Linked DNA regions of Mus musculus: region 1 is linked to region 2. Evidence: chromatin contacts called from public HiChIP or PLAC-seq data. All regions are on one chromosome and are shown on one strand. Each heading gives the region's core, a stretch centred on a gene start, on an enhancer-like site or on the middle of the called end of the contact. The rest is flanking DNA. Distances are from core to core; before and after follow the strand shown.

Region 1 (4,750 bases), core at 612-3,111, 230 kb before region 2:
TTTCTTTGACATCTTGTTCTGCTAAAACATAGTTGTCTAACTGGGGATACATGAGCAGGTAATAATAATAATAATAATTTAAAGATATTACTTTAAATTTTCCTAAGTATGTTGTAGAAAAAAATTTTGTTAGAGATGGCAACTATAGTACTTACTGTATAAAAATATGTCTCTAATTTATTTGAAAACATTTTATCTAAAAGCTATGAATGAAGCAAAAGGAAATGTTAAAATTTTCCATGGATAAGGAAATAAATACTACTTTAGTTTTCATTGGCATTACTTTCCCTCCATAAGTTTCACAGTAGAACAATAATAAAAGCACCGTAGAAGGATCCAAATAGGCAAAATGGCAGATGATAATTGGACATCAGGAGATAAATCTCAGGGTGTATATAGGCTAATATTAGTATAGAATAATATTTGTTAGTATTCTTTTCAAAAAAGTTCAAAAATAGGTTAGAAGATGGCCTGCAGCTTCAGGCTCAAGCCTTATCTTCACCACTTACACTAGTATTAAAGAATAAAGTACCTCCCCTTATCATAAAAGCAGGCAGACAAAAAACTTTAGAAGTGTGACATGTCTTCAATTCTGGTATTCAGGAGGAAGAATCAGGCAGATCTCTGTGAGTTCAAGACCAGACTGATCCACACAGTGAGTTCCAGGACAGTCCGGGCAATATACTGATACTCTGTCTAAAAAAAAATGAACAAACCTACCTACAATTAAAAAAAGCAACTTTGATGTATAGTGAATTAAAACATAGGACTCAAGTACCCATACTTACAGAGGGACACTCTCTCTACCCAACGGTGGGTTCATGATATAGTCTTTGGTGATTGGTTTCACCCAGAGCAGAACCATAAATAAAGGTGCCAAGAAGTTGATATGAAGTAATGTTCTGAAAATATACAAGAAATACACATAAAGATCTAGAAACAAAATGTGCAAGTGTAACTAGGGTATAGCATTTCTAATTATTTACTGTTAACCAGAATCCTTAAGAGCTGAGTCATTATCTTAGTGTTTCAGGTGAGAACATACGGACCTAGAAAGTTCAATGACAATCCCTTAAATCCAGGACTCAATGATAGGTGTTTTAATGATTATCTACAGTGATCACAAGGGAATATACATACACGTCATCTGAAAATTTTCAACACAGCTAAACTGAACATTTGCTTATTATTCACAAATAAATGAGAGTGATTAGAAGTCTTATCAGAAGGCAAATGGCAAATGAAACACAACAGTTTACAACTGAGCAACCTTGCAATATGCAATGATCATTTATAATGCCAAAATTACAAATGACTCAAGATTTGTTATTTCTTGGACTGTTATAAACACAGATGAAATTAATTTACCATATACAAATAAAGATAATGTACCCCCCCCCCCCTATTTTTGGTTCTATGGAACACACCTTGTTATACAGCCTAGCCTGGCCTTCATGCTACTCTCAGCCTCACAAAAGCTGGAACTACGGACATGAGCCACCACACTGGGGCTACATTCCTAATGCAGAAGAGGGATATCAGGATTAAGCTGCAACCTCTCTGTTAACTAAATCTGTATCCTACAGATACACATGGCTTGACAAAAGTTTTCTCTTTGGAACAAAAGACAGACTTGTTACACTATTTTAATACAACACACTGCTTTCATTATCAACCATAGAGAAGGCTTAACTATAGGTTTTAAAACACACAGACTTTTAAATATTACTACACAGACAAACGGTAGGGACAGGTCTGGAGGACACAGGGCTGAGTCAGGAACAACCCAACCACAGTACAAGCTGCACTGCCTTGCCATAGGGGTGCAGTCTGCGCTGCTCCTTTGCCACTCAGGCTACCCACAACAGAACTAGCTTGCCCATACTGTTACAGCATGACAGCGTGAGTGCTGTACCACAACAGGAGGCTGTAAAAAACTGGAAATAACACAAAATCCCAAATTCCCACAAGGAAAACCCTTAAAATAAAGCCACATTTTACTGAAGATAGATGCATCACCCTCTCTCCAACCATCACTAAATGCTTTATGTTTTATAATGTGATTCTTTCATCCCACAGTCTTGGTAAACCATGGAGGGCAGGGAAGAAAGAGCAGTATTAGGTATGCAGTGTTGCTAGGGAACACTCCAGTATCAAGGAGCAGCCCACAGCGGTTTCAGTAGCTTGTGAAGGGCTCCCCTCCACCCACCCTTTTCAGCTTATTTAAATCCTAACACTGGGGTTAGTGGACTGCAGTGTGTGTGTAGAGGGGGGGGGGGGATCAGGTTTTGTCTTAAAAGAAGCCTTTAGAGAGCTGGGTGGTGGGAAAGGCAGGGCATAGTGAAGAGCATGCTGAGTAAAAAAAAAAAAAAAAAAAAAAAAAAAAAAAAAAAAACGTGGGGGAAGATGAAGTAGTGTGTAACAGGGGCGGGGCAGCTAGGAACAAGTAAACATCTAAACACGGAGAAAATGGAGTCAAGGGGAAAAGTGAAAATTAAAGAACATAGGTAAAAGCTAAGAATGTAAAGAGAGGAATTAGGATCTTAAAGTATCTTAAATACAGTGTCCTCCTAGAGGAGCTTACTGACTATACATATGTATATAAGATGGAGGGTTCAAGGACGACCTGCAGTGCAGGTAAGAAGATCCTGGGTATAAACGAAAGCAAATACAAGCTCACCCTTCTGTCAAGGTGGGAGTGGGTGGGTAGGGGAGCAGGGCGGGGGGAGGGTAGAGGGGACTTTGGGGATAGCATTTGAAATGTAAATGAAGAAAATATATAATAAAAAATTGGAAAAAAAAGATGTCTCTATTCATAAACAAACAAAACTCCAATCAACCAAATAAACAAAGACCCCTAAATAAGGACAGAAAACAGCAATGGCTTCAGAGCCATGAGCAGAGGTTTAATGTTTTCTCCTTAGAATCAAAATAGGATTTGGTGGTTAAACTAACTGGATACAGGGTGTTGCATATTATTTACAATCTGGAAATAAAATAATGAATTACTTGAAGTTTAACATGCAGATCAACAACTTAAAATCATTCTTACAAATGTAACTCAGGCTTAAAATTATTTGTCATAAATAAAGATATTAAAATATCTGAATCAACACATAAACTTTAAGTATTAAAAAAAAGTTTTTTAAAAAAATTTTTCTATGAGATTTTCAATTTGAATGTAGAGATCAAAATACTATAAATCTCTGAATTAAAAAGAATATAAACTTTAACATTTTCATTTAAACAGGTAAAAATTAGTTTAACAACAAATGTATTTTTAACACTAGCCTGAAATTTCAAAGAGAAACTACTTATAGCTGACTAAAAACAGGTGTGACATCAAATATTTATTAATATTAATTTTTAATAAAATAATTTATTTTATCACAATAATATACCTTAATTAAGATGGAAAACATATATTTATCTGCATGTGCTTATGTACATTTTCCGCTTACTGTGTAATTTTTTCTGTTGCCATATTCAGGGCATCCAGATGCATTTGAGCCAGCCGTAATCCAGGAAATGTCAAAAAAGCCCCAATGAGTGAACAGAAAACAGCCAGGAAAAATTTGAAAGTAAGTTTTGAAACAGGGCCCCTAGAAATAAAGTTTAAAAAAAAAAAAAAAAAACAACTGATAAATTTTTTGATAACTTACTAAGAACCATTTTTTCTATCCAGGTAATTTACAAGTCATGACAACGTCAGTACATCAAATTATGTACTACACACATACATACTGATCTTATTCTTAACAGGTCATAGTGAACTAACTATAAACTAAACCAGATATTTCTTAAATAATAGCCAACAATCCAAGCTACACATCAATGACATATGGCTCAGATATAAGTTAATTTCATCTTTGGACACAGTGGGATTGTAAGAGCAAATATAGCTAAGAATTTGATGGGAAAGTCTACCTTCAAATGACTGTACACAGTATGAGTAAGGTGTTCCTAAAAGTGGTAACCCGGGGGCTGGCAATGGAGTTTAGGGGTAAGCCCCTCTCACAGTGAGTTTGGAGGTGAGCACCTGCTCGTCTGTATGCACTGGTCCCAGGGTTAGATCCCAATACTGAAATGAGTGAGGGAGAGAAGTGAGAGTCCTATCATAAGGGAATTATTTTACTGATTAAAATCAATTATTTATAGTAAAAATTGCTTTAAGAAGGAAAAACGTTAAATTTAAATAATGCTCAAATTGTCAAAAACTTACTGAGATTCTAAACCCTGCTTTTCAAGAAACTGCATTGCACTGTCTGAAAAATTTGTAAACCCTGTAGGAAAAAAGAGACTACTGTCATCATAGGGTGAAATATACTCTTAGAAAACACAGCATCTTATATGCTAATGACTAGCCTCTTTCTCTGTGTTAAAAAGTATGCTATGATGCAATAAAAATCAGTTATTTGCAAGAACAGTCTCTAAAACATCCCTTTGGTACTTGTACATTTCATGAGTGCAGAAAATTTGAAATTAATTCCTTAGCATTACAGAAATTAATTAAACCTTAAGAAAAAACTAAGGGTGCAACATTTTGGGAACAAGGTTAATAAAATCTAATAAAACAGTAACAATAAAGATCTCATTGAAGATTAGTAAAGGTTAATTAGAACATAAGCCAACTCAACATTTAAATATTTATCTGACAAAACTTAAATACTAAAATAAAAAATATATAACTAAAACTGATTTTTAAAGTTGTATAAAAGTTTTACCTGTTTCAAGGCCAAACTCCAGGTAG
Region 2 (4,584 bases), core at 1,759-4,258:
TCTAAATAAATATACATATAAATGAAGCATGTGCCACAGCTTGTAAGAGACCTATACAGAACCTGTTCAGGAAAACAAATGTCTATTTGAACCATTCATTTGCTGCTTTGTAAAGGATTAATATGCCAGTAAAGTTGTCTGCACTGCCTCCTCCCCTGTCTGCCTTTTCTCCCCAAACATAACTCTCACATATGTACACACAAACACACACGTTCAGAAACCCTCACCACAGTGACATGGCAACTTTGAAACTTCTAAATACACGAATTCTCTTCCTCTCAGATCATAGGTATTTAGTTAAGCAGAAGGAAAAGGAGCAGCGTTGTAAATTTTCTGTTTCTTTCTGTGTGTATGGAGAACTGCAGGGGCTCTGTGGCCCCACACTGCTTTCTTCCTTCCCATTTTTCAGTAAAACACAGGTTTGATGCGATTTTTCCCAACTTCTCATTTCAACCACTGCTTTTCTCCAAGTGGTCAGAGTTTAAGATGTGCAAAAGCCGTGGACAGAGAAAAACCACTGCAGGGGAGAAACAGTAGCTCCCCAGAGTGGAGCTGGCACACATGGCTGGCATACATGGCACTCAACTCACAAACCTTTTCTCTGCAGTTTGAACACAAAAGCGTTTCCTCCCCCGTTTTGAAGTGTTAAGGAGAGAGGGCATGTGCAATTGGTGACATAAGAATTTGGAAAGCACAGGGCAAACACTTCTCCTTTGAATGTCCTGCATGTGTCAGCAGCAGGTAGACATCCTACAGTTTAATATTGACTTAGGTTTTTCTTCCTTTCTTTCTTTCTTTTTAAGTAGAAAGGGAATAATATTTGAGTTTAAGCAATTGTATCACATCCACTCAACTTTTTGATCAATACTGCCTGCCTTTTGTAATTCAGAAATTCAGAGCTCATCACTTTACTATCTGAAATTGGGGGACAAGTTTGCTCTATGTCCCTCTGAGAAGGGTCTGAGCAGGTCAGCAACAAGCTATTGTTCAATTCTAACATTTGACTGAAGAAACTATGAACTTTTACTTTTTAATGTTAGTGATCTGAACTAATTCTCCCAAACAATATTACCTGCAGATTTTAAAAATTGAAATAAGGATTTGAACAATAATAATAATTGAAAAGTACCTTACACTATATTGACTAAAGCCTCCGAGTTAAATCTCAGAGTTCTTTTCAGATTGACTTTGTATACTGATTATTTGTAAAAAATAACATTTGAGTGCATAGCTATATAACATTTAAGCTGTTGGGAGATACCGAGCCATTCATATTGTTCAGTCATTTATGTTTTAATGCATGGTCCTAAGTCCTAGTTACCTTAGAAAGAAAAAAGTGTTTGTTTACATAAGTTGCTATAGCAACAGTAGTTAGAAATTGTAGTTGGAAGAGGATGAGGAGCATGCCGGCCTTCAGCTCTTTGCATGGATAGATCTCTTTCTAAGACTCTGAGAGCGTCTTCAATTTATTGCTCACATGTTACCTCATGTTTAAGAACTTACTGTGAGAATGTATTCAGAGATACAATCATCTGATTCCCCCCCCCCCCTCCCCACACACTTTTTATTTGCCCCAGAAATCAGCCTTGCCCTATTTGGAGAATTCAGAGATGTTATGGACCTTTTAGTGTTTCAACAAAAAGTTGAGGACCGTGAAGTCAGAAATCCTCTCCCCAAATGTTAAGGGCCAGGTTGCCTGCTGCTGTTTCTCTGTGCAGACTCATGGAGACGGGTGCCTCTCAGCCTTTGCTCTGCCCTCTCTTCTGTGATTTCTTTATTTTTTAAATTGGCCCTACCCTTTTCTACTAGATCGCTTGATTTGGCCATACTTCCCTTAGTACATTCTCATTGTTGCTCTCAGAACTTATATGAGGTTTGGACTGGTAGTGTTTTTCCTTATTTTCAAAGCTTTGAGATTCAGATGTGAAGAGCTAAGACAGTTCTCTGGACATGCTCACAGATTCTACCCAAGACCTTAAGCCATGCTTTTACACTTATGGGAAAAGGAAAAAATATGCACAAGCTTCTGATACTAAGGGCACAGCCTGGACATACACCTTGTCCTCTTCTTCTTGGCCTCATCTGCCCTAAAGAATGAATATATTCATCCCTAAGGTTGCTGCTTCAAAGTGACCAGTGAGATGCTAACAGGTCAGCTGGCTGTCCTGTTGGACAGAGGGTCCATAAATCAGAGAAGACTTGGTATGGTTGAAAGAAGAAGGTAGTCCAGCCTGAGGGGAGCCCCCTGTAAATCTCTCCAGGAGCTTTGTTCCTGGTAGGGGTAGGGGTGGGGGTTGGAGTTGGGGTAGTCATGGCTGTAGCTGTTATTAATGCCCTGGCCCTCCTGCAGTGGGTGCTAACTTCTTGTGCATGAGAGCTGCCTCTACCCTTCCCAAACATCGGCTGCTTGGAAAAGTCAAGCAGGGCTGAACTCTGATTTTCATTTAATAGTCAAAACCAAGATGCGTTTGGGCTATGATGATAGGACAGCTCCCTTGAAAAGATTATTTGAACTACAAAGGCATTCATTTAGGGCTAGCGATGTTGCAAAAGGGTCTGCTAGAAATTAGCAGCCTGTCCTGGTATTTGGAGAGCAAGAGTGACAACTTACTGGAAGTTCTCAAGGAATCATTTATATTTCACACTCCACTAGGCAGCTGATTTGAGATTGTCTGTTAGCATAACAAAGGCTCTGAGCCTGTGAACTTCAGAAACCTTTCGACCTCTTAGCTGCTGGCATGAATAGCCCCCAGTCCTGCCTATAGAGATCTCCCAAAGCTCCCCTGTTCGTGGCTAAATTGTTAATCAGGGTAATTTAATATAGTTTTCAATATGCCTCATCTCTTATTGGGAAAGGTATTCACAGCTTCCCTACCCCTGAAAAAAAAAAGTTCTTTTATTCAAGTGTGAGAGGGGCAGCTGCAGACAGACCCCCTTCTCTTTACTTCACCTCCCCCCCATCCCACTCCTTCCCAGCCACAGTTTTCTGAGTAGCAACCACGGGGAAAGGACAGAAAGAGAACTACGTTGACATTCCCTTTGCATGCACTCCACCCTGAACCTGAAGCTCAAGGCTGTTTATGCTGCGAGACAACTAAACAAAAACCGCAAGCACCACAGTCATAACTAAAACCTCAGAGTGATCACACACACACACACACACACACACACACACACCCCACACCCTGTTCTCCACCTCCCTTTTACCACCACCCTTTCCCCTCCCCCTTCATCCCTCAGCTCAGCTGCTCTTCTGGCCCCGACAAAATGCACCAGACCCCAAGGCCTGCTCATTTTCATTTTGTCGGAGGCAAAGGCAGCCTGCTCACTCCTTTGCACAGCGACACTCGTCCTGTCCCCTGCATCTACTCTCAGTGTGGCTCCCTCGCAGCGTCAATTCACATGCACATTAGTTAACTGAAGAGCAGGAGCACAAATATATTCATTTTAATCCAGTTAAGACCTAAGAGGTCTCATAGGATATTATTCAATAGTTTGAAAACCAAGTATAAAACTCAGCTTTTGCTACAGTGTTTCATCTCAGGGAGGCCTACAGTATGCCTTTCTTTTGCTTTCCACCAGTGCGTGCTCAAGAAATAAAATGAATAATGAAACAATTATAAGCAAAGAACCAGCTGCAGGTGGATATTCTGTTAAAATATTGTATTGTTGACTCTGTTAATTACCGTACTTCTCGTACCCATGCTCAAATTCAGAATGAGAATTTTATAAGATGAAAGGAAAAAAATATGAAGTCACAAATTGTGTTTCTTTTTTTTTTTTTAAATCAAAAACAGAACAATATATCTCTTAATCATATAGTTAACCTTTTGTTCCCATGTGAGAATTTTAGGCCATTTCTAAACGGTATTTGTGTATTTCTGAGCTGCTGTAAGTGTAGTTTTCTATGGGGTTGTTGCTCTGTCTTTTTGCCTTGTGTCTTCAGGGACTTCTTGCCTTTGTCAGACTTTGGTGGGTCTGTTTGCCTCTTAGCCTCCTACAGTTGGTCAAAGCCAGCATCTAGATCCCAAAGTATTTTCCTTGATAGCTCTCTAGGTTAAGGTGGTTCCTGATGCGGATGGGAGACTTGCTTAACTTACTTGGCACCCTACTCTAGCATCACCAAAGTGCTAGAAAGCAGGGAGACAAATCTCTCTTTATTGCACCAGGGACGGGTTATTCAAGCCCCCCAAACAGAAAAACAAATCCAGACACACTCTCAGGAATACATACCCACTCAGTAGCCCAGCTTCTTTCCCAATCTCATTTTTCTGGGTATTAAAAAATGGCTATAAAAATGGGCTTCTTAATTAATGTAAACATCTCAACAGTGTCCATAGATAACAAAATAATTGCATGCAGTTAGATTATTATCAACTTTCAAATCTGCATTTTCATTGGGGGCGGTGGGTTCTGACAGTTTTAATTCCAGTGTTTTGGAAGTTTTTAGATTATAAACATTTCTATCAATAATCTATGCATTATTCATTTTAATGATGTATATTTTATTTTATTCTTTAAGTAATGATTTTCATTTTTCTTGATTTCTTAAACTAGAATATTTTAAAATATAAATTAATAATT

What was found. HiChIP or PLAC-seq counts read pairs in DNA pulled down with a chosen protein or histone mark.
Region 1: a contact with region 2 is called in an H3K4me3 HiChIP or PLAC-seq map of embryonic forebrain, with 4 times the contacts expected there. The contact joins two enhancer-like sites. A contact is called at or near these places in 4 of 115 datasets of contacts at active chromatin or transcription factors (astrocytes, embryonic forebrain, forebrain and 1 more).

The regions. Positions count from the first base shown.
Region 1 is chr13:84,282,837-84,287,586 of GRCm38.p6, reverse strand. Tmem161b (transmembrane protein 161B) reads right to left here. Exons shown (of 12, transcript NM_175187.5): 6 at 4,725-4,750; 7 at 4,223-4,283; 8 at 3,462-3,602; 9 at 789-902. Among named protein-coding and RNA genes, the nearest start is that of Gm41011, 59 kb to the left of the region's middle. Within about 2 kb of position 1,861, at least 48 of the 459 cell types and tissues checked have an H3K27ac peak or open chromatin away from gene starts, as enhancers often do. A contact at or near this core is called in embryonic forebrain and forebrain, where this site is marked.
Region 2 is chr13:84,057,900-84,062,483 of GRCm38.p6, reverse strand. The region is part of intron 1 of Gm17750 (predicted gene, 17750); the gene reads left to right. Among named protein-coding and RNA genes, the nearest start is that of Gm17750, 4.6 kb to the left of the region's middle. RefSeq lists an enhancer at 1,410-4,253. Within about 2 kb of position 3,008, at least 74 of the 459 cell types and tissues checked have an H3K27ac peak or open chromatin away from gene starts, as enhancers often do. A contact at or near this core is called in embryonic forebrain and forebrain, where this site is marked.